Linked DNA regions of Mus musculus: regions 1 and 3 are each linked to region 2. Evidence: chromatin contacts called from public HiChIP or PLAC-seq data. All regions are on one chromosome and are shown on one strand. Each heading gives the region's core, a stretch centred on a gene start, on an enhancer-like site or on the middle of the called end of the contact. The rest is flanking DNA. Distances are from core to core; before and after follow the strand shown.

Region 1 (3,489 bases), core at 139-2,638, 880 kb after region 2:
CCCCCCCAATAATACTTTTAAGGTAATTAAGGTGCTGGCATTTCTTCTTCTGTCATTACTGGTCCCCAAAGCGAGTTTCAGTGACAACCCGTCCCCCAGTGAGCAATCTGGGATGAACAAAGAATTCAACATTTAAATGAAACAGGATCCAGCTTCTTGATATTTTTTTTCCCTTTGCCCCAGGCTCCAATATGGCTCTGCTCAACCATTACTGATCTCAGCTTCATTTAAAATTTTGATTTATTTTTGATCACTGAGGATTTTTTTTGCATTAATTTTTCCCTTAATTTTTTTAACTTATGTAGTTATCACATGTACATGTGCGTGTGGTGTGTGTGCCTGAACGAAGGCCTGTGGGCCTGTGTGCGAGTGCACGCGCGGGCCTGTGTGGCCCTGTAAGGTCAGAGGTGCCTGGTATCTTCTGTCAGGTTCCACCTTTTTAAAAAATTAATCTTTAAATTTTTTACTTATTATCACAGCATGGAGGGCGTGGGGTAAATGGGAACAGGTGCCATGGTGCATGTGTGGCAGTGAGCTCTCTCCTTCGGGTGACCCATGGGTTCCATGGATCTACCTCAGGTCCCCAGATTTCCTCCGTGAGTGACTTCACCCAGTGTCTCCATGCTGATCCCACACTCCAATTTATTGGAGTCTCTTGGTGAGCCTGGGGCTCCCCTGGTCTGATGGTCTAGCCTGCTCTGAGGATCATCCGTGCCCACCTGGACTAGCAGGGTGCCAGTACACCTGCCAGCTTTTATGTAGGCTCGAACTCTTTGTTGCAAAGCAAGCGCTTGAGCCTTTGAGCTATCGTCCACCAAGCCTTTTCATTTTAACCTGAAGCATGATTTCCCTTATCCCTCAAGCTCACTTTGTAGCCTCTGAGGACTGACCTTGAATTTAGGACCCTCCTGCCTCTACTCCAGAGCGAGTGCTGGGATTACAGGTGTGCACACCACATCTAATTTATGTGCCATAGAGCTGTGTCTTTGAGCCACATTCCCGGGCCTTAATTTTTACTTGTCTTGATTTCTCTTATGCAGGGGCCACCGTCACCCCTGATGTTTTGCATTGGAGTGTTTCATTCATCCCCCTCCCCGGGTCCCTGCCTTGGGGAAAGAATGAGCACGCTCTGGCCCTAAGCCCCTATCCACTCACCCGGGATTCCCAGGCTCCTAGGAAGCCAGAGGGCGGAGGCAGGTCCGGGGTATCCGAGAGGGAGGAAGGGAGCTTGGAGAGAGGGGTGTGGGCAGGGAGGGGACGGGGCAGCCCGCCGCCTGATGCGTATCGATTTGCGCTCGGGGTCGGCGCGGGGGCACCACTGCTGGCGGGCGGGGCGACCGCACATTAGCGCGGCGGGGGACCGCTCCCCGGAACGGCTGCGGGCACATTAGACTTCCCGGCCTGGGACGGGCGACCCCCGCGGGCGGGGCGAGCTGGCTCCTGCAAGGCGGGCGCTGTGCTGCGGGGACCCACCCAATGAATGGGCCGTGTACAGCTTCACCTCTGGCTCTCCTGCCTCTAGGCCTCTGAGTCTTCCGTCAGGACTGCTTCATTGAGCCAGGCCAGGTCTGGAAACACAGCACACACACACTACCTTCACCACCACCAGGGCTGTCCATTTCTTTTGCTTTTGTGAGACAGAGCAGGCACCCTGAAGCCCAGCCCAGTCTGGCCTGGAACTTGCAGCAGTCTTCCTGCCTCAGCCTCCTGAGTGCTGGGATGGCAAGCTTAATTACCACATCCATCTCTGGTTCCCCCCCCCCTCCTCCCGCCCTCCAGTCAAGGCTTCTCTAATCCCTGGCACTTCTCTGACCTCTGACCTTGGGGTTGCATTTCCACACCCCTTGAACAACTCTTTTAACAGTATTTTTTGCATTCTTGAGAACTAAAGTGAGCCAGCCCTTTGGGAAATCACTCCTGACCCACACATCCCCAGTGTTGGCATGCATACCCTGGCTGATCCAGAAGCCAAGTCAACAAGGCCCATCCACCATCCTTTGGACAGGGAACTCTTGGGCACCTGGGTAGCCAGGCAGTGGGGCAACATCAAGGTTGAATTCTAGTTCTGCTTCTTAAAAGCTGTGTGGCCTTTGGGCAAGTGAATGAACCTCTCTGTAGGTCTGGGGATGTAGCTCAGTGGTTCAGCATCTGCCCAGCAGAACGGGAACCATAATTCCTGCCCCGGCAGAAAATCCTGGGGACTACGGCAAAGAGTCTTGCTGCAAAAGGCCTGAACTCCCCACGGTGGGTGGGGCACACAGCAAGCAGGACATCCTTTGGGGCTACTGTGGTGGTACTGTCGCAGTCTCGTGGGAGGGGGGATTGGGGAGGGGCGGATTGGCAGTGTGGTTTCTGCCATCTCTGGCTAGCCCCTCCCTCTAGGCTCCACCCCACTTACCTCCCAAATAGCAGAATGCGTCACTTCCGGAATCAGAAAGCTTCCTGTGTCCTGCCTCTTTTCCTCCGGCAGGTTCCTTTCTCCTTTATCCACTTCCGCTCCAGCACCCACCTGCTGCTCCTTGACAAATGTCTGGGGAAAGCTCAGCGGGTTGCCTCCTGGTCTCTCTTCTCCAAGCCTCCCTTCATCTTTGTCTACATTCAGGGCAGCCATGACAGCCAGCCAGGGCAGCCATGACAGCCAGCCGTGGCACCCAGGACCCAGGTCTCAGGCCATCGGAAGTCACTGTCTTCCCTTCTTTCCTCCCGTCCTTGAAACAGGGTCTCACTGTGTAGCCCAGGCTAGCCTCAGCCTCCTGGATACCAAGATCAGACTTCTGCCACCATTTCTGACACGTGGGGGCCTTCTGAATCTCCCTGGCCGCCTTCTCCTCCTCCGCCTTCTTGGTCTCCTCTGTCTCTTGCTTGACCTGACTCTAAAGCAAAGGGGAGTCTTCCTTGTTGCCACAGGCAAACCCTAGGGAGCCCTGATTCTTCTCCACATTCCCACGTCCTGCGACCCCACCCCCAATCCCTAGGACCTCATTCTAACCACCAAGCACCCGCGAGCAATTCCCAGATTTAAATAAGTTGTTACAACCTCTCTCCAAGCCACTGGCCTCTCTGTTCATCTGTCCGTCCCACACCTTGTCAGCCTCTACCTCAGAAAGCCCCCTGAAGATTAGAAAAAAAGTCATTTCATCAAGCCACAAGCAGGAGGTATTGGGAAGTTAGAGGGATGGTTCAATAGGTAAAGTGTCCACCGCTCAAGAGCGAAGACCCAAGTTCAAATACTGAGCACACTTCTAAACCTGTGCAGCAACAATGACCTGTAATCCCAGCAGGGAAGGCCTTCAGCTCACAGGCCAGCCAGCCTGGCCTCATTAGCAAGCCCCAGGCTCAGTGGGTAACCCTGTCTACAAAATAAGGTGGATGTCAATTCCTGACCCTCCCCCCAACACACACAGAGTGAGCCCATATGTACAGAAGACACACACACAGTGAAAAGGAACACACAAAACACCCATAAACCTTTAGAAGTACATATTAGCT
Region 2 (3,805 bases), core at 1,291-3,790:
CAAGTTTTTGAGCTGTTTACACATGTAAATGCTGCAGAGGTTAACAAATACAATGGGCTAATTATACAAAATACTTGGGGGGTGTGCTGAGGATGGAACCCAGGCCCTTGCTCTACACTGCACTCGAACTTTTTGCTTAAGACTTTTTAAAATTTTACATACATGAATTTACCTGCACCACATACATGCAAGAGCCAGGAGACCAGAGGGAGTCGGATCTCCTGAAACTGGAGTTACAGGCGGGTGGTTGTGAGCCACCACGTAGGTGCTGGGAACGGAACCCAGGTCTACAGCCAGGGCAGTTGGTGCTCCTAACCTCTGAGTCATCTCCCCACTATTCAATCTTACCTGCTAGTCCTGAGCTATAAAAGCCAGTGACAGAGGTACAGCCCCGGTTACTTTCCCTTTGGTAAAATGTGTAAGCAATGTGACTTCTGAAGTCCCTTTACTTCTAGAATCCCAGCTTCGAAATTCAGAAGCTGAGGGGCTTTTTTGTTTTTTTGTTTTTATTGCTGTTGTTTTTAGGATAAATTAGTAGATTTTTTTTTCTTTTATAGCTTAAGGGTTTTAAGTACCTAACATCCTAATGCAATACAATTCCAGGCTCTAGACTCTAGAGCCTGTTTAAGTGGACAGGCAGGCTGCCAACTTTACAAGTAAAGGCGCTCTCTCTCTCTCTCTCTCTCTCTCACACACACACACACACACACACACACACACACACACACGAGGGCAGAGGGGACTGGGGCAGATGGGGCAGAGCACCGTCAGGGGAGCCAGATGTAAGGAATGTTGTCTAAGCAAAACCAAGTCACTGGCCTTATCAAGGATAACACCAAAGCACAAGCCCTGGGGTCAGCAGTTCACAGCCTTTCCCACGGGCACTGGGCAGGTCCCGAGGGTGGAACTGTCCCCGGGTAAAGCCTGATGCCGGAGAAATCCCAACAGTTTCCTCAGGAACATGAAGCAGACAGCAAACACAGGCTTCATTCACCACAGCTTAATAAAAGGCAGGCACTTTACAAGGTCAGCACTACATCACGGGCTTGCAAGGGCTGTCTTGGGAGGGTACACAAAGGTGATAATTTGTTGTTATTGTTAACAACTGAAGTTCAAAAGAGAAGGCCAACTTGGTGGTATTTGCAGAGCATATGTGAGGTTTGAACCCCAGTATCAACCACCTCCCAAGAAAACTCAGAAGTGTGCTGGAGAGGTGGCTCAGTGATTAAGAGCACTGGCTGCTCTTGCAGAGGACCAGGCTTGGTTCCCAGGAGCCACAGGATGGTTACAAATTCCTGTAACTCCAGTTCCAGAGGGCCCTCCAACATCCCCTTCTGGCATACATAGGCACTACATGTGTGTGCTGCACATACATATACATACACACACATACATGGAAAACACTCATACATTAAAAATAAAAATTAATAGATCTTTAGAAGAAAAGAAATGGAAGCATGATAGTGCACTTCTGTAATCTCAATACTTGAGAGATGAAGGTAGGAAGGTCGTGAGTTCAAGGTCATGCTCTGTAAGGCAAGTGGACAGAAGGACTGGTAAGGCCGAGCAAGCCTAAACCCCGGGAACTCTCAGAATTGAGAACAGTAGGCGTGAGGCCAGCTCCCTGCCAAAGACCTGCTCTGGAACATGTAACCAAGACAGCCCAGTGCGAGGACCATGACAACTGGTCATGTAGCATAAACCCTGGAGTTCTCCTTGTTAATGAGGTATCTAGATAGGTCCCGAGTGTTTAGCCAATGAGCTTACCTTCCCGGGCATTCCTTCCACAAAAGTATTTAATTCCTGGTTCACCCTGAGTAAGATGAATGCATTCACATCTGCCATCAAATAAAGCAGTTTGGACCAGCAAGGACAGGCTCCTCTATCAAGGACCATGGCTGAGTGAGGCCTTCATCGTGAAGAGCATGCCTAAGTCTCCTGGAGCAGTCCCTCTCTCTTCCAGCCCCTCCACACTCCATACTGGATCCCGCCCACTTCCTGGGCTCAGCCATCCCCTTCCTGCCTGGCCTGTAGGGACCCAGTTCCTAACTCCCCGATGTCACCAGCAACATCTGGGTACACAGGAGGCCAGGAACCTTAGCATCCATCCCAGCCCCCACTGTTTCTCACCTGGGACCCCTATCACAGACTGTGTTCTGCCTCCCCTGAGCGGCTTGCTGGAGGAGCTCAGAGACCCCAGTGACGAAAAAGACACTCAGCCCCAACAACTACACTCAACTATACAATTTAGTTTGAGGTCAGCATCCCCTACATGAGATCCTGCCCACCCCCAAAAAATTATTTTTAAAGAAAGCAAAGTAGGGTCCAGCACAGTAGCACATCCTTTAAATCCCAGCACTCAGGATGCAGAGGCAGGAGGTTCTCTGTGAGCTGGACATCAGCCTGGTCTACAGAGTGAGTTCCAGGGCAGCCAGGGCTACACTGAGAAACCCTGTCTTAAAAAACCAAATCAAACCAGACCAGACCAGACCAGACCAGACCAGACCAAACCAAGCAAAGTATTGTAGCTCAAAAGCACATAGCTAACCCAATACCACGCTGAGGGCTCCAACTGTGACAATGCCTCCCTGGGCTAGGGTGGCTTGTATTGTACCACAAGCAATGCCAGGCCAGAGGGCCAGAACCCCACTCCAGGGAGCCCCTCACGGTTAATGAGGCTCATAGCAAGAGGAAACAAGTAAATCTCTGTGCTGTGGTAAAGCCATTCCTGCTGTGTACGCGTGTGCGTGTGCGTGGTGTCCTCATTGTCTTTTCACTCTTTTCTCTCTACTTTGTTGAAATACTTCGACAAGAGAGTAAAACCTGATTCTTATAGATTAAATAATTTGGAAAGCCCAAGGGGGCAGTTTCAAACAGCAATTCTTAAGTTAAATTCTTTAATACAAACTCTTAGGTACATTTGATCAGTCATGGCTTTATGTAATGCACATTAATAAATAGTTCCTGAAAGGCAGGTGAAATGGCCCAGGCTGAGAAACCCAGCACTGGGAGCTGGAGACAGCAAGAGTAAGTTTCAGAAAGGGTCAGACAGTCCCCATGGTAGACACACCACCTGACCTGACCCAGGGGCACCAGGAGGCTCTTCCATTCTCTTCCCTTCTGGCTCCATTCTTCTCCCTTGAGACCACAACAGACAGGCCGGTGTCTACCTTCTTACCCACCCTGGTGCAGAACTCAAGAAACTGGAAATCTCTCTCCACCTTCTCAACTCTTCATCCCATCTCCTCAGCATACACGTGACTCAGGGAGTTACAGGCCATGATTCCCCATGCGGTGGTGTCTGTGTGTGACTACACTGTCTTCCTAACCCACTCACGCTTACTGCGGGCTGAGTAAACTTCCTGTGGTCACAGAGTTTCTAACATTTCCAAGCAGAAAATATTACTTGAGTTTCAAGTTGCTGTCCTTTAAACTGTGACCCGACGTGTGACCTCTAGATCATCTTGGAATCACACATGACTGTGGTCCGAGAAAACACTGTCAGAACCAAGCTGGCTCTTAGCTGCTGCACAGCTCAGAAGATACCAGAGGTCAGAGTGTGCTGAGGGCCAGTTTACGACAACAGGATCTGAGTGGGGAGAGAGAAAATACCTCCTGCACCAGCCGCCTCAGTTTACCAGTGTATATTTGAATTTTTATTTATTTATTTATTTTATGTATATGAGTATGCCATTGCTCTCTTCAGACACACCACAGGAGGGCATCAGATCCCATTACAGATGGTTGTGAGGTACTATGTGGTTGCTGGGGATTGAACTCAGGACCTCTGGAAGAACAGTCAGTG
Region 3 (3,758 bases), core at 530-3,029, 920 kb after region 2:
CGGACACGCACTCATGCCCCCTGTATTCCACACACACATAAATGCAGACACCCTTCTGGGACACACACCACAGGCCACTTGGCAGCCACCCCCAGCCCCCAGCTTCTCTAGAGTCCTCCCTCTGTTACATAAACTCCCCGTGCCCTCCAGTGTCCCCCGCAATCACTTACCTAATATTAGGATATTAAAAAATATGGCAAGATTTTAAGAGACTTATTAAAATGCAATTAGCAGCATGTTCGACCTAAGCAGGGAGATTATTTTTAAAAATGACTTGATTGTGCGGAATACCACGCACCTTCCTGAGGCCGTAAACCTGCCAATCACACACACTCAGAAAGGAGATTTCCCTGCTGCCTTTGCCCTTCAGGATTTTCTCGCGCCCCCACCCTCCCCACCGCCGCCCCGGGACTATGAAGGTGGTGCCCCCAAAACCTACAAACTCTGCCCATTTGCACGTAGTTACACTAAGACTATCTGAAAGACCCCATTGGGAGGAAATCAATGGGTTAGTCAAGTCCAAAGATAAACTTGTCGAAGCTTAAGAAGACAGCCAGAGAGTGGGCAAGACAGGGGAGGGAAACCCTACCCCACCTTATGGGGAACTGTTCTTTGATAGGAAAAGGCTGAAGAGAAAAGCTGAAAGGAGGAGGAAGACTTCCTAGGGAGAGAGTTACCGCTGACCTCTTCTGAGGGTTGTACCCCAGAGGCCCCCCCACCCCTAAGCCCCCAACCCTTGTAGCAGCCCCAGGTCAGGCTGGAACAGTGTGTTATGCTGCCCCCTGCTGGCTGCTCTTTACATTGCAGCTCCACTTTTAACTGGAGACCCAGCTTCAGGCTCTGGGGTCCAGTGTCAGCCATTCTCCATCTAGAAGGGCCACGAGGACCGCCGCCCACGACCCCACCACCACCTTTAACCAAGATCTCTCCCAGGCAGGACTCGGATCTACAGAGAAGCATGCACTGGTGTCGTGGGGAACTCTGCGGTGAGTTCCCATGCAGCCCCGCCCTGGCTGGAGGAGTTTATCAAATGTGCTTTCTGCTTCCTGGCATTAGGCTCCCCTGGCACTTTTATTCCAGCCATAAAAAGGCTATTTCATTGAGAAATAAAGTCCCATCTCCCTGACGTGTAACTCCTTTCAGAGCTCTTACTCAACTGCCAGGCAAAATTTATGCTTCCTGGATGCTCTCTCTTGTGATTGCAACTGGAAATTGGGCAGAAAGCTGGAAGGCAGATCTCCTTCCTGGCCAATAGGACCTGGGTTTGTTTCTTTGGTCTAAAGGAATTCTGAAGACTCAAGGTGTGCTGGAAGGATTCCTTGCCTAAGAATATGAAGACCTTGAGTTACTATTTTCCAGCTATCTATGTGACCTTGGATCAGGCTGTGAGCCTCAGTTTCTGCATCCATAAAATGGAAACAATCGTTTCTTTCTTCCTCAAAGGGGTGGTCCTGCTTACAGTGGGCAGATGGTGGTGGCAAGACTTTGAAACAGAATGTAGCCTTTATTTTAGAGGCAAAGGAGTTCTTTGACTTAGGGAGTACCAGTCTCCTCTCTCTCTCTCTCTCTCTCTCTCTCTCTCTCTCTCTCTCTCTCTCTCTCTCTCTCTCTCTCTCTCTCTCTCTCTCTCTCTCCCTAGCAGTTGTTTTCTTGTGTGCAATGGAGCACCTCCTGAATCCACAGGAAGTCTTGTTAGAATGCAAACTATCAGGCCTCACTGACTGAATTTCTTGATCTGTCATCTGGGGTGTGGTCCAATTCATTCGTTAAGATAATGCAGTGGCCCAGCTAGACTTTGGTAACTGAGGGACATTCCAAGTTTAATAATTTGCATATCTAAACTGAGCAGGGTGGGACTTGGCTGTAATCTCTTTAACTGAGAGAAGGAAAACTGGAAGATCAGAAATTCAAGGTCAGCCTTGGCTACACAGAGGGTTCCAGGGCAGCCTGGGCTACATGACACCCTGTCTCAAAACAAAACAAAAACAAAACCACCCTAGTGATTTGTGTTTCTAGTGAATTCCCAGGGAATGTAGGCATTGCTGGCTGGGGACCTCACTCTGAAGGGCACAGTGCTGGGGTGTGGAATGGCTCACCCTGGGTCTCCAAAGAGGAAAAAGGAGGGCTGGGGAGAGGAGATAGGCCTGAGACATAGTTCAGTTGGTAGGGTTCTTGCCTAGCATGCACGATGCCTCCGGTTCCATGTCCAGCCTTATATGAGTGACATATGGCAAGGCCGTTCATGCCTGTAATCCCAGCACTCGGAAGATAGAGGATCGGGAGTTCGGTTACTCCCTAATCTGGAGAATTACTGAGTTGATAATAAGTACAGTTCCAGTTTAAGTGAGATTCAAATACCCAACAGAGACTTGCAGCCGGCGCTAAAAGGGTATGCCGTGACAGGAAGCCATCACGGGAAGCAGAGGACATCTGAGAGTCCAGGGCCACAGGCTTGGTACTCACAGAGGCAAACCCAGGGATTTTCTGGCTGTGTTGACTGCTGCGCAGGACAGACAAGGAAGAAGTACAGTGTATGTATGCTTACTGGCTGAGACTCTGGGGAGGAGAAGATTAGAACCCAAGGGACCCAAATGATGTCTAATCACATTGAATAGCCTAGACTGGCTAAGACCCCACAACCCCAACCCCACAGAACCCCTTTCCACGATGTCACGGCACACAGATGTGTCAGGCATAAACAGATGCCTGCCTGCAAGACCTGGGAGGTCTCGGCAAGAAAATTAGATGTCCCCAAGGCAGGGACGATGTTCACGAGTATGCCTGCCATAGCCCCAGAATTGGTCATGGGTACCATTCTGGCCCTGGCACATCAAGTGTAGGAGGGGCCATAGAGTCAGTGTTGTTACGTCTTAAAAGAGAACAGGAGTCCTGCATGGAACCCCGAGCACTTTTTAATTAAAGAAGACTTCCCACTTTTGAGAGGGTGAGGAGAGTTAGCTGAGGGGAAAGAAATGGCTGCCTATTGTTTATTCTGCCTGAGAAGAGCATCCAGAGCCCAGGCCAAGCCAGGCCTAGCCTCTTCCTGCCCTGGGAATTGCTGGACCATTCATAGCGATCATTTTATTTTATTTCATTTTATTTTATTTTATTTTATTTTATTTTGATACAGACTTGTTTGTTTGTTTGTTTGTTTGTTTTGGTTTTTCGAGACAGGGTTTCTCTGTATAACCCTGGCTGTCCTGGAACTCACTTTGTAGACCAGACTGGCCTCGAACTCAGAAAAAAATCCGCCTGCCTCTGCCTCCCGAGTGCTGGGATTGAAAGGCGTGTGTCACCATGCCCGGCTTGATATAGTCTTATTTACCTATGTCAAGCTGGTCTTGAATGTGCCATGTAGCTCAAAATGAGCTTGAACTTCCACCTCTGGTGTGCTGGAATTCCAGATGTGTACCACCGCTGTGCTGGGGATCAAAGCCCTGAGCCTCACGCTAGGCGAGTTCTCTGCCTGCTGAGCTCTATCTATCATCACTTGGGGCCTGATGACTTCATTAACTCCATGCCCTTTGTCTGGTGTCCAAGGATGCAGGTTGGTACAATACACTCAGGACTTGGGAACGAGCTCAAGGTTCACAGAACTTCTGGGTTATGTGTTTATGCCCTGGTCTGTGATGTCCCAAAGCTAGGTGGCCTTGAAGAAGTGGAGACGAGGAGAGGTGAGTGGCAGAGAAAGTGAAGATACAAGTGACTCCCCGAGGCAGCATTGTACCAAGGTGGAGACGAAAGACGGAAGGCATAGC

What was found. HiChIP or PLAC-seq counts read pairs in DNA pulled down with a chosen protein or histone mark.
Region 1: an H3K27ac HiChIP or PLAC-seq map of embryonic stem cells shows a contact between it and region 2, with 4 times the contacts expected there. The contact joins two enhancer-like sites.
Region 3: a contact with region 2 is called in an H3K27ac HiChIP or PLAC-seq map of embryonic stem cells, with 3 times the contacts expected there. The contact joins two enhancer-like sites.

The regions. Positions count from the first base shown.
Region 1 is chr4:148,722,355-148,725,843 of GRCm38.p6, reverse strand. No RefSeq gene overlaps it. Among named protein-coding and RNA genes, the nearest start is that of Gm32897, 23 kb to the left of the region's middle. Within about 2 kb of position 1,388, at least 33 of the 459 cell types and tissues checked have an H3K27ac peak or open chromatin away from gene starts, as enhancers often do. A contact at or near this core is called in embryonic stem cells, where this site is marked.
Region 2 is chr4:149,598,521-149,602,325 of GRCm38.p6, reverse strand. All of the region lies in intron 1 of Clstn1 (calsyntenin 1), which reads right to left. Among named protein-coding and RNA genes, the nearest start is that of Clstn1, 14 kb to the right of the region's middle. Within about 2 kb of position 2,540, at least 14 of the 459 cell types and tissues checked have an H3K27ac peak or open chromatin away from gene starts, as enhancers often do. A contact at or near this core is called in embryonic stem cells, where this site is marked.
Region 3 is chr4:148,678,757-148,682,514 of GRCm38.p6, reverse strand. No RefSeq gene overlaps it. Among named protein-coding and RNA genes, the nearest start is that of Gm572, 37 kb to the right of the region's middle. Within about 2 kb of position 1,779, at least 35 of the 459 cell types and tissues checked have an H3K27ac peak or open chromatin away from gene starts, as enhancers often do. A contact at or near this core is called in embryonic stem cells, where this site is marked.